Linked DNA regions of Mus musculus: region 2 is linked to region 1. The links are chromatin contacts, called in public HiChIP or PLAC-seq maps. All regions are on one chromosome and are shown on one strand. The core of a region is the stretch at or near the end of the contact, and the rest is flanking DNA. Distances in the headings are between cores, read along the strand shown.

The links. HiChIP or PLAC-seq counts read pairs in DNA pulled down with a chosen protein or histone mark.
Region 2: an H3K4me3 HiChIP or PLAC-seq map of bone marrow-derived macrophages shows a contact between it and region 1, with 3 times the contacts expected there. The contact joins two enhancer-like sites. A contact is called at or near these places in 1 of 15 datasets of contacts at CTCF or cohesin (the NIH/3T3 cell line), 29 of 484 Hi-C or Micro-C datasets (the 3T3-L1 cell line, the AML12 cell line, the C2C12 cell line and 14 more), 7 of 115 datasets of contacts at active chromatin or transcription factors (the HPC-7 cell line, acute myeloid leukemia, bone marrow-derived macrophages and 3 more) and 1 of 9 other capture datasets (embryonic stem cells).

What each region holds. Positions count from the first base shown.
Region 1 is chr10:120,489,547-120,495,222 of GRCm38.p6, reverse strand. No RefSeq gene overlaps it. Among named protein-coding and RNA genes, the nearest start is that of Hmga2, 16 kb to the right of the region's middle. Within about 2 kb of position 3,507, at least 5 of the 459 cell types and tissues checked have an H3K27ac peak or open chromatin away from gene starts, as enhancers often do. A contact at or near this core is called in bone marrow-derived macrophages, where this site is marked.
Region 2 is chr10:120,691,446-120,697,046 of GRCm38.p6, reverse strand. It overlaps Gm35062 (a long non-coding RNA gene), which reads right to left. Exons shown (of 3, transcript XR_872122.1): 2 at 2,236-2,447; 3 at 1,868-1,896. Among named protein-coding and RNA genes, the nearest start is that of Gm35062, 5.8 kb to the right of the region's middle. Within about 2 kb of position 2,361, at least 25 of the 459 cell types and tissues checked have an H3K27ac peak or open chromatin away from gene starts, as enhancers often do. A contact at or near this core is called in bone marrow-derived macrophages, where this site is marked.

The DNA.
Region 1 (5,676 bases), core at 2,258-4,757:
ATATCACATAAGGATAAAGCACCCTGGCCAAGTTAACTTACAGGGCGAGGAGTTTATTTTGGCTTATGGTTCCATAGTACCTCTAATCTGTTTCCATTTAGGTAGACTTACTTACATTTCAGCTATTACACAGAAATAGAAACTATAAGTTTGTAGTCCTGGTCATTTCCAAGGTAAACTATGTCTGTGTCTGTTTTTACATACAAACACACACACACACACACACACACACACACACACAGGAGTGAAATATATACCTGTGTATGCGTGTTTATTTATTTTGTGTATATATGTGCAGTGGAGCACACACAGGACAATTTGGAGGGGTCCCTTATCTACTTCTAGGATGTGGGTTCTGGGTGCCTTAGGTCATCAGGCTTGGTGGCAAGTGCTTTTTTCTGCTGAGTCATCTTGCAGCCCATGTCTTTGAACAAAGTTACTGTGAAGGCATGTTGTGATCTTGAACTGCACTTTTTAAGGATTTTTTTTTTTAAGATTTATTTATTATATGTAACTACACTGTAGCTGTCCCCAGACACTCCAGAAGAGGGTGTCAGATTTCATTAAGGATGGTTGTGAGCCACCATGTGGTTGCTGGGATTTGAACTCAGGACCTATGGAAGAGCAGTCAGTGCTCTTAACCACTGAGCCATCTCTCCAGCCCTAAGGATTTCTTGTTTTGTTTTGTTTTGTTTTGTTTTGTTTTCGAGACAGGGTTTCTCTGTATAGCCCTGGCTGTCCTGGAACTCACTCTGTAGACCAGGCTGGCCTCGAACTCAGAAATCTGCCTGCCTCTGCCTCCCGAGTGCTGGGATTAAAGGCACGCGCCACCACTGCCTGGCTTGTGGGGTCATTCTTATTCAAATCACCATATAAGTTTGTTTTGTTTTGTTTTTTTAAAGTAAGTTCCCAAACAATGTCTATAGTATGATCTCATTCCTAAAACAAAGATGTAGATATTAAAATGGATATGAATGTGGACAGAGATATATACCTGTATAAATATACATATGTAGATTTTTAAAGTAAAGGACTGGAATATATATCAACTGTTTCTAATAGTTGCCTCTGAGAAGAAAAATAAATACAAAACAGAAAGGATGGGAAAGAGGATCTTTCATGTTTGGGTCCAAATATTTCTGAATTGTTTGAATGTTCTACAGTGGGGATTTCTTTTAGTAGAGTGTGTGCTCATTTTAGAGGAGACAATTTATAGGAACTTGAAAACCACTGAGTTGGAGTCGGACCTAACAAGGCCAAGAGTAGCTGTCTTTATCCTACACAGGCAAGTTTCTTAGTCTGCTTCTTGCTGCTGAGAGAAAAAAATGGGGGGGGGGGAGTAAGGCTCTTTACCATGAACAGTTCCCAAGTCCGGGTGCATTCCTCTGTCATGTACCAAGACAGTACCTCAAACACTGCTTCATCTTCAGAGAGGGAATTCTTCACCCTTGAGTAGTAGCAGGTGGGAAGGCAGAACTGAAAGGAAGAGGGCAAATGAGAGGAGGGGTCCTGGCTGTGTTTTTATAACAGCACAAACAGTACCCAGGAAGGTCCTTCCCAAGAGTCTTAAAGTTGCAGTGAAATTTGAAGAAGGGTTTTGGAGAGGACAGCCGGCCAAAGTGCCACCTGGAATCACGAAGAGAAAACCTGACCACTGTTGGACAGAGATCACACCGACTTCTCAGTCTAGTGTCCCATTAGTCACGGTCCAGATCTGGCGAGACAGAGACAGCGTGATTCTGATGAGTCCCAGGTCACAGCAGGTGCCTTGAGGGAGGGCCAACCTTGTTCACTGCTTTAAATGACTATATTAAAATTCCGTTTACATCTCAAACAATGTGCCTGTTTAGAGCGCCCAGTTCACTAGTTTTTAGTGTACTCACAGTTGTGAAATCGTTACTACAACCAGCTGTAGAATTCCTTTACTCGTTCTGAAAGGCGAAGGTCTGAGTGCCAGCAGCTGCTCTTCACTGCTTTCTGTTCCTCACAGAACAGGAATAGACTTTCCTTACCAGTACTTTTGGCAATTCTGGATATTTTACATAAATAGACTATTTTAAAAGATTTAATATGAGTGAGGGGGGAGGGGTGGATGTGCGCATGTGCACGCATGCGTCTGGGCCCGTGAGTCTATGTTCACTGGCCACAGAGGTCAGACCTCAGATTCCCTGCAGCTGAGACTACAGATGGTTGTGAGCTGTCCAACATGGATACTCCAGGCCTCTGGAAGAGCAGTAAGTGTTCTTAACCACTAACCCATTAATGAAATTTTACAATAGTATCCTTCAGAGTCTGACTCAGCATATTCTTTCCAAGAATCATACACGGTTGTAGCATGTTGTAGCGCATGCCAGTGCTTCGTGTCTTTTTCAGTGTTGAGTACTATCCCATATCGTGAATGGACAGATATTTTATTTTTCCAGTTACCGGATCGTGAACATTTTATGTTTGTGCTTTTTCCGTGTTTTAGCCAGTATGGTTGTGTGGATGTTTACATTTTGTTTATATACACATACATAAATGATATGTAATATGAATAGACATGCTGAGTGAAGAAACTCTAGTTGGTATGAGCATGACAAACATGGCTCTGGAAAGCCTTGCACTTCTTCTATTCCCTCTGCCTTGCTAAGAGCCATTAGATGACATTCCTAAAGCTAGCCACCAAGGGCTAGTCCCTTATTTGGCCACTTCCTCCCCCTGAGGCTGACCACCAAGGTCCAGTTATCAAAGCATTGAAGTCCAACCATCAAAAGCCCCCTTTTGGCCACTTTAATTATCGTGCCCAATTAAAATTAGTCAACTCATCCTAACATGTGATTTCCCCTTTCACCTTTATAAACCAACATTTGTCTATGGGTCATGGCTGTCTTCTCTCTATCCAGAGGCAGTCCTTTGTTATGTCCCACCCCCACCCTGGACTAATATACCATTACACTCCCCTTGCTCCCGTTCTCCCCTCTCCCTTGTTCCTTTCCCCATCTCTCTCTAACTCTTGCCTCTGTCTTTAATTCCCTGCTCTCTGTCCATTTGAGACAAATAAATCTTTATGCTGAGAACTGGACTTGGGGTTGTCTCGAGCTGACTCTGAGGTCCCTAAGGACGAGCCCTGTGGAAATTGTACTCTTAAGGTTCTCATGAGAGTTTGTTTCCTCAAGCAACTGTATCACATCTCAAGAAGCAACATGTCAATGCGCCAGTGGCCCTGTGCCCTCAGCAACACTTCCGCCGTATGCGTTTATGATCGGAGCGCAGCATCCTAGTGGGAGCGCAGCATCCTAGTGGGAGCGCAGCATCCTAGTGGGAGTGACATCACTTCCCTGTGCTCCGGAAGATGACTACCAGTACTGGAACCAATGGCCCTTCCCTCAAACAGCATTATAAGCAACCACAAAGCCCAGTGGCTTCGACCACTGGCACCCAGTCCTCACTCTGTAGGGCGAGGCATCCATTCTGATATTATTTCATGTGTCTTCATTGCAGGACTGAGACTGTTTCTGACGTGGTGGAGTGTCCACTCTCAGATGACAAGCAGGAACAGCCTGTGGCCTGGATCTGGCACATGACACTTCTGCTTTCCAACTGCTGTCCAAAAATTTCCTGTCACCAAACCCAACTTCAATACAGCCAGTATCGCAAAGCTTGGCTTCCAGAGTGAAAGAGCAAGAGAGTGTAATTTTACAGAGGAAGGGAGTGAATTATTGAAAACAACAGTCCAGTTTCCCTCCCCGCTCAGTTCTGTCTCAATGGCATCTTGCTTCCTATTTACTAACACGGTGAACTCATTATTGCACTCAAACTTCAGGGCATCTTAGATCTCAAACATTCCATCCCTTCCCCCAGTAGCATCTTCCTCAAGGTCTCCATTTGGGAGACTATATTAAAATCTGAAATTATTAGAAGCTGAAATGATTAAAAACGAGAGTGTTGGATTATACCAAAACTGTTCTTTTGTATCAAACATTGCTAGCCGCTACCCAGAATTTATCTGTTGACTTCTTTCTTTAAAAATCACTGAAGCACCTGTGGGACAAGCGTGAGACACAGGGTCCATACTCTCAAGGCCCCCAGAAAAGCTGAGTAGGCCTGGTGTCCACCTGTGACCCCAGCAAGCAGAAGTAGAGGCAGGGGTATTCCCAGAGCAAGCTGACTGGCTAAGCTCCACACCTCGAGAGACCCTCAGATAAAATGTGAAAGCCATTAAGGATGCTATCCAGCAGCAGTCTTAGGTTTCCACAGGCTTGTGCACATGAGTACCTGTACACACAAGTGTGCCCCAAGTATGTGAAGGAGCACATGTACATACACCCAGCTCACAGACATATATATACACATATATGTATATATATGCACATATACATACACACATATATGTGTGTGTGTATATATGTATACGTGTATACGTGTATATATGTATATGTGTATATATATGTATATATATATTCAAATGACAGATTCTCAATCAGGTGTGGTGGCACATGGCTCTAATCCCAATAAGGCTAAGGCAGGGGCATCATAAAATGTGAATTAGCCTGGGCTACAGAGAGAGTTGAAGATCTTTCTGACTTGCAGAGCAAGCAAGACCTTATCTCAATGAGCAAACAAATTCCAACTGAACTTATTCAGAGTAGTAAAACATTTTATATTTTATTTACTTTTTTATTTTATTTTTTATTTTTGCAGCCTCTCTCATCTGGAGCTGAGACTGACCTTGTGAAAATCTGCTGTGGATTTCTGGACCAGTCTGTTTTCCTTATTTTGCTCCTGTTTTGTCTAGCACGTGGCTGCTGAACTTGAGGTGGAGTGGCCATACTTTGAAGATGAGGTAACCATTCTAGGCGAGAGGAAGAGGCTGAGCACCCGCAGAGCGTGGAAAGAGAAAGGCAGGCAGAGACACCCGTGGACTGTAGTTTTGCTCCTGTTGTGAATTGTAACGTAAATATTTTTGGAGACAGAGGTTTGTTTGCCAAAGGGGTCACGAGCCACAGGTTGAGAACTGATTATTTAGTGGCCCGGACTGGTGGTCTCAGTTATCCAGGGTACCTTGACTGTGGCTGTCCTTGAGTTTGAGCAATAGAAGCATGACCTAAGAACTCTGACAAGAAAGGAGAGGAGATCAGGGTCCTTTTCTCACCTTGTCCCTTCTCTAGAGCCTCCTCTCGGACACTGGTCACAAATTTTTCCTAGCCTGGGCTTCTCCCAACATAGCCTGGGCTCACAGCCCAGCTCCTCCTCAAGGGTTCTGACTTCTGCATGACTTCTCCCTCTCCTTCTTCAGCCCTCCAGTGACAGTAACTCCTCAGTGCTACCCATGTGTAGGTAGCTCAACACCTCTTTTTGTTCCTATAAACTTGGGAGATCTCTATACTCAGGCTTGGCGGTTCGGTGCTTCATGAGGGCCATCTGCAGGGAATTGCTTCCAGCTGCCAGCTGCCTAACAGAAAAGCCAAACCTCTCTGCTGCATGGTTTCAGGTTTGCACTTCAGCAACTTTTCCTCAGAGCCCTCCCTTTGCTTCAAATTCCATTGCTCCATCTCTGTGTCTAGCTGTCCTTCAAGACCCTCTGGAGGGCCATTACCCACAAGTAGTCTACCATGTCCCCGTGTTCAACACATACCCGGCGGTTCCTCTTTCCTTCTGCTTTACCTTATAGTGATGTGTCTACATGTAACTCTG
Region 2 (5,601 bases), core at 1,112-3,611, 200 kb before region 1:
GAGCTCTGAGGTTCCCCTGTGAGCCAAGTCACCTTCACTGAGATGAGATGAGATGAACTGTTCTCATTCACTTTGAAGATCAGTGAAGACTGCGGCTTCTCTAGTCCTTTTTACCCTGTTGCTTGCTTTATTTATTTATTTATTTATAAATATAAATGTGAAGAGGAATAAATGCCATGGCATGTGTGGAGGTCAAAAGGTTGAGAGTATTTATCTATGAAAAAACAAAACAACAAAGTCCACCCCCTTACCCCTTCGGTAACCATGAATTCAAAATAGAAACAGTCACTATAGTCTAATCAGTATGGTGGAGTCATATCCTGGGCCAAACAACAGCCATCTACCAGGTGACCCACAAGACACTTCTTAACCTTGCCAACACCCCAGGAGGTGGCTGTGATCCTGATGTGACAGAGGAGGGTACTGTAGCTCACTAACTTGCTCCAGTAAGATAACTACTACAAAGAGGAGTGGGTGTTTAAGAAGACATTGACTGTCATTAGGAGGAGAAAAACAAGTTCAATTCTGTAATCAGTTAACAAAAGCGGTGCAGAGGCCTCAGCCCACAGAACCCACCATCCAGGGATTCTTTGCATGGGAAATGGACAAGGAAAATGTTGGAAGAGACAAAAAAAAAAAAAAAAGTTCAGAATTTTAGAATTTTAAATGTACATTAAAACTCCTTGCAGCAGTGGAGACAGCCTGTGGGTATTCCAGGGAGGGTTACCAAAAACGCAGGCTCTGTCCCCTCCGCCCCTTGGACTTATATTTTAAGAAGTTCAGCCATTCCAGTCCATGCAGAAAAATACTCTCAAAGGAATATTTACAATGTGGATCTTATATTAAACATTTGGTTTTATATACTTAAATATTTATAAAGACATATGTGGAATAAATTTCAGCCTACAAACCGAAGTGAGCAAAACATATCAATTTCCCCTACTTCTTTAAATCAATGTAATTTTGTGACTCTCAGCCTTCATCCTTTTTTCAAAGATGGCAAAAATATTTACCTCCTGCTTGCGGACTCTCTCTTTCCCAGAATGTAGAATGTTTAATTGTAATGAAAACAGACAACTGGGAGGGGGGCTGTGCTCTTCAGTCTCTGGGTACACTGGGAAGCCCGTAGTTCTGCCCTGAATACTGGTGGTACCGTCTGAGGTTGGGGAACCTTTCAGAGAATATTTGCTAGGCACATCAACAATTTATCTCTTCTGAGGAGGGCCTGCTGTCTGAACACAGTCCTTGTGGCACCTCACACTAGCCTTCCTGCTCAGAAAAAAAAACAAAAACAAAAACAAAAAAACCCTTGACTTGCCTTAATGCTCTGTCTTGGCTGTTTTGAAATTCCAAACAAAAGACTCCATTTTGCCTCTGCCCTTGTAAACTGCCTCTGCCTGCAGTCTCCACCTCTGCCACCTCTCCTCCCTTCTTCAAGGGTCTTTGGTTCTCTGTTTCCATCTTATCAGGGAGAGGAGCCACTCTCTCCCACTGTCTATGCTCTAATGACTTTACTTGCCCGCCCTGGAGAATGGGCGTTTATCTCCTGAGTCAGGTCAAGAAGGGCAGCAGATGACGTCCGGGATGGGGACGTTGTGGTCTTCCGTTTTGCAGAGGTCTTGTCTTTGTTAGCTAACTTTGTTAACTCTGAGATTGGTTTCTGACGGTTTCGCCCGCTTGAAAGGAGATGCTGGGATTCGAATTCCAGCACCAATTGCTGCTACACCCAGAAAAAAAAAACAAGGTGAGAGCCAGAAAACACAGGTTGAGAGGGTGGTAGCAACAGTACACACCTTTAAGCCCAGCACTTGGGAGTCAGAAACAGGTGGATCTCGGTGAGTTGGAGGCCAGTCTCCAGAGTGAGTTTCAGGACAGCCAAGGCTACACAGAGAAACCCTGTCTTGAAAAAAGACAACAACAATTACAAAAAAACAAACTAACAAAAAACAAAAAGCAAAACAAACAAAAACAGACAACAAACAAAAAGCCAGACCAGACCAAACCAAACCACCCCCTTCTCCTACATAAAGCAACCGAACAGTAGAGACCTCAGTTGGATGTGACAGTAGACAGTCTCATACAGATCTCAGTTCAACCTGGGACACTTTAAACTGAAAAGAGATTCTGCTCCCAATACAGCAGTAAAATGTGAACTGGGGCCATTACAGGGTGGGGACAGATGCAAATGTAGGAGGGAGGGAGGACTTGAACCTATGTGGCCCCTACTGTTCTCACATTCATTAGGAGACTAGGTCAGCCTTCTTGACCATGAAACCTTTCCGCTGCGGTCTTGTTGATTTCGTTGGGGAAAGAACAGGCGGCAGGCTGGGCGGGCTGGGTTCGCGAGAAGGGAACCGCATTCGTGAGAGGTCCTGAATGCGCATTCCGCAGTTGCAATTGGCCAGCGCTCCAGGCATGAATGGGGAGAGTTTCATCTTCACGATTTACTGAAAACAGACGGTGAAGTTCGAGAAGCAAATGTGAAACGCTCATTCCGAAAGCCTTTTTATATACATGTTAAATCAGTGTGTGGGAAAGAGACCACAGAGATTGTTTAAACATTCGTACTGATGACACTCCGGCTCTAAAATATGCAGTTCCTTGTAGTTATAGGCAGAATTAATCACATATGGAGGAAGTCATCTTTTGAAACCGGATTAAAAGGAAATAGTTCATAACTCAGTGATATCAACATGCACGCCCCTCCCCCGCCCCCCGCCCAGGCCTGGGACACTCCTCTGCCTCCTTATCTCCCACTGTCTGAAGATGTTATTTTCTCACTTGGGGTGCCATGATCCAGCTATGTGACTCTGCAGAGAGAATCTGGATGTGGAGCCAGAATGGAAGAGATATCATTTAAGCCTGACTCAAGACCAGAATAATTAGGAGTCTCTTCCTGACCCTCGATTCTGCAGTTCAGCTGAGGTCTCTAGTCCTACTGTTAATAGGAAACATAGGAAGACAGGTCATCTCTACCCTTGAACTTCATCAGGAGAAGGCAGCAAGACATTTGGCTTAAAGAGTCTTCCCTCACCACTAGCATCCATCTTTAACTACATTACCCCAAGTGCTTGACAGGGACTTTTGTCAACCACAGGCAGTTAGGCAGCTTGGGAAAGAACCCTTATCTATGGCGCTCACTGGGGAAACCTATGGCAGTCACCTAAAGACAGTCTAAGTACTGGTCCAAGTCTCTCTCTCACTCACTCACTCCCCCTAAGACATCATGTGCTGTACAAAGTACTGGTAGGTGAACCCCATGTGTATCACCCACGGAAGTCATCTGGTTTTAAGGGAGCTGCTGTTTTTAAAAAGAGCAGTCCCACTAATACCCCCCCTCTCTCACCCCTCTCTTTTCCTTTCTTCCTTTCCTCTACCTCCTCCTCTTCTCCTCTTCTTCTTCTTCAAGATACACTGAGTTGAGAATATCCACGTTCATTTTGAAGTTCCTTCCCTTAAATGAGAGATTGTGTGTGTGGATGGGGGTGTGGGGTGTGTCTGGACTGAGACATGAGGCAATTCCGAAAATATGAATGAAAGAATATAAATATTTCTCCGGCCTCTGTAGTCTTCATTAAAGCACACCAGAGGAAGAGCCGGGCTGCCCTTCTATATTTAATTTGGACTCCAACCTCTTCAGCAGCATGATTAATTTTAGCTTATCATATGGAATGTCTGCCTACCTATAAATAAGTCTATTCATCTTTAGGAGGGCATAAATATGCCTCCTGTTTTACAGCCCCCCAAAAAAACCAAAACCCCAAAAAACAAAACCCTTTCATATCATTGTAATGAGATCTTTTTCCAGGACAATAGCTCAGCTCAGCCTCGGTTCCATTGTGCTTTCTTAACTTCCTGTTTGAAAAGTGTGTAAGTGAAAGTGTGTCTCCCCGGATGATTGTGAGCAGTGTTAGGTGATGGGATGTGAACCATGGATGAGAAAGGAGGACCTGGGCAGATCTCAAAGGAATAACTACAGAGAAATGGAGAAGAAGAACAGGGAGGAGGAAGAGATGGAGAAGGGAGAGGTGGAGGAGGAACAGGAGAAAGCAGAGGAAAGCAAGAGGGTTGGTAGTGTAAATCTAAGGTAGAAATGAAGGTGTTTAATTTTTAAGCTGTTCTCTCTGCTGTCCCCTAAAATGCTGGGAATGCTACCCACTGTCCTTGTTCATTAGCAAGCAGACTCTGCATTTCCTCATATCCCAGCGTTCCCTGGGCTCAGGTAAAGTCTATATGTCTGTCTACACAGAAAACGAATTTGCCTACACAAAACACCAAAGGGGATCGTGTTGTCAGTCGCCTTGAGGCAGACGATATTAAAAATCACTTTCAGGGGACTTGGCAGTGTGGCTCAATGGTAGAGAACTTGCCTGGCTTGCCAATGTGCTGGGTTTAATTCTAGCTCCACACTCTCCTCCCCCCCAAAATAAAAAAAAAATTGAATTATCCATCACAATTTTAACACATACCTCAAGTAGGCTTTATTGATAAAAGCAATCTATTAGGTACGAGATGATACATTTCTTGAAAATCATATTGCTGTAGGAAAATGTACCTCTTATTTCTAGGGCTATAACCCACTCCTTGAACTCAGACCTTTAAATGAAAGCTCACATATGGGACTCGTGCATAGGAAACACAGGGCCAGTTTTCCCTCCCTAGCTCAGTCCCTATTTAAAAAAAAAAAAAAGATGTGACTTCTAGAAGACAAAGGACTTGCCTTTCTCCTGACAAAGCTCTTCCCACTGGTGAATAGTAAGCAAAAGCAGTGTCCCCAGGAACGTCATGTGTCTGAGCTCCCAAGGGCAGGAAGCTTTAGTTTACCAGGTGTCTCTGACCAGTTCCAGGTCATTTTTTTCAGAAGCCCCTGCTTAGTCATGCTTCCCAATGCCCTGGAAGCACAGCCAAGCAAACAGAAGGCACTGAGGCTATCTTCCCGAGCATGGCTGCTCTCTGTGATATATAAACACATATTCACAGAGCAGGCAGGACTCATGAAAGATGCTGAGATATCAGTGAGCGACCCCACAGTCATTTCTACCACCAGTCAAATGGTCACGAAGATCCCGGGGATTAAATATAGAAGACAGGGCTAAGGAGCAAAGAATCACTCAATTGACAAATGGCTGCCACCTTTCACCCAGTTGCTTCTACTTGTAGGATCTAGGCTCCAAACACTCACACAGAAGTGCTGGCAGTACACATTGCCATGGTCTAACCCAGGACTGGGAAGTAAGAGGATAGAGGCTTTCTGGATAATTTGATCCAATGAACAACCCCCCTCACTGCGTAGTAACATCAACGTTCATTCTTGCAATCCAGGCCTTAGAACCAAGTTACATGGGAGACCATGTTTGTACAATGTCCTTCAAAGAATCTAGTAACTAAACTCCACTGGACGGGAGCCAAGACAAGCCTTTTTAATGCCAAATTCCACTACAGTGGGTCATGTTATTGGATGGCTCCAGTGAATTTGGGACAGGAAAAAAGGGCCCTGTTTCCTTTAATACTTTGTTATGTTTTCTTTCTTTCTTTCTTTTTTTTTTTTTTTTTTTTGGACTGAATTATCCAGATAATTGCTTCACTTTTCAGCTGAGCTTG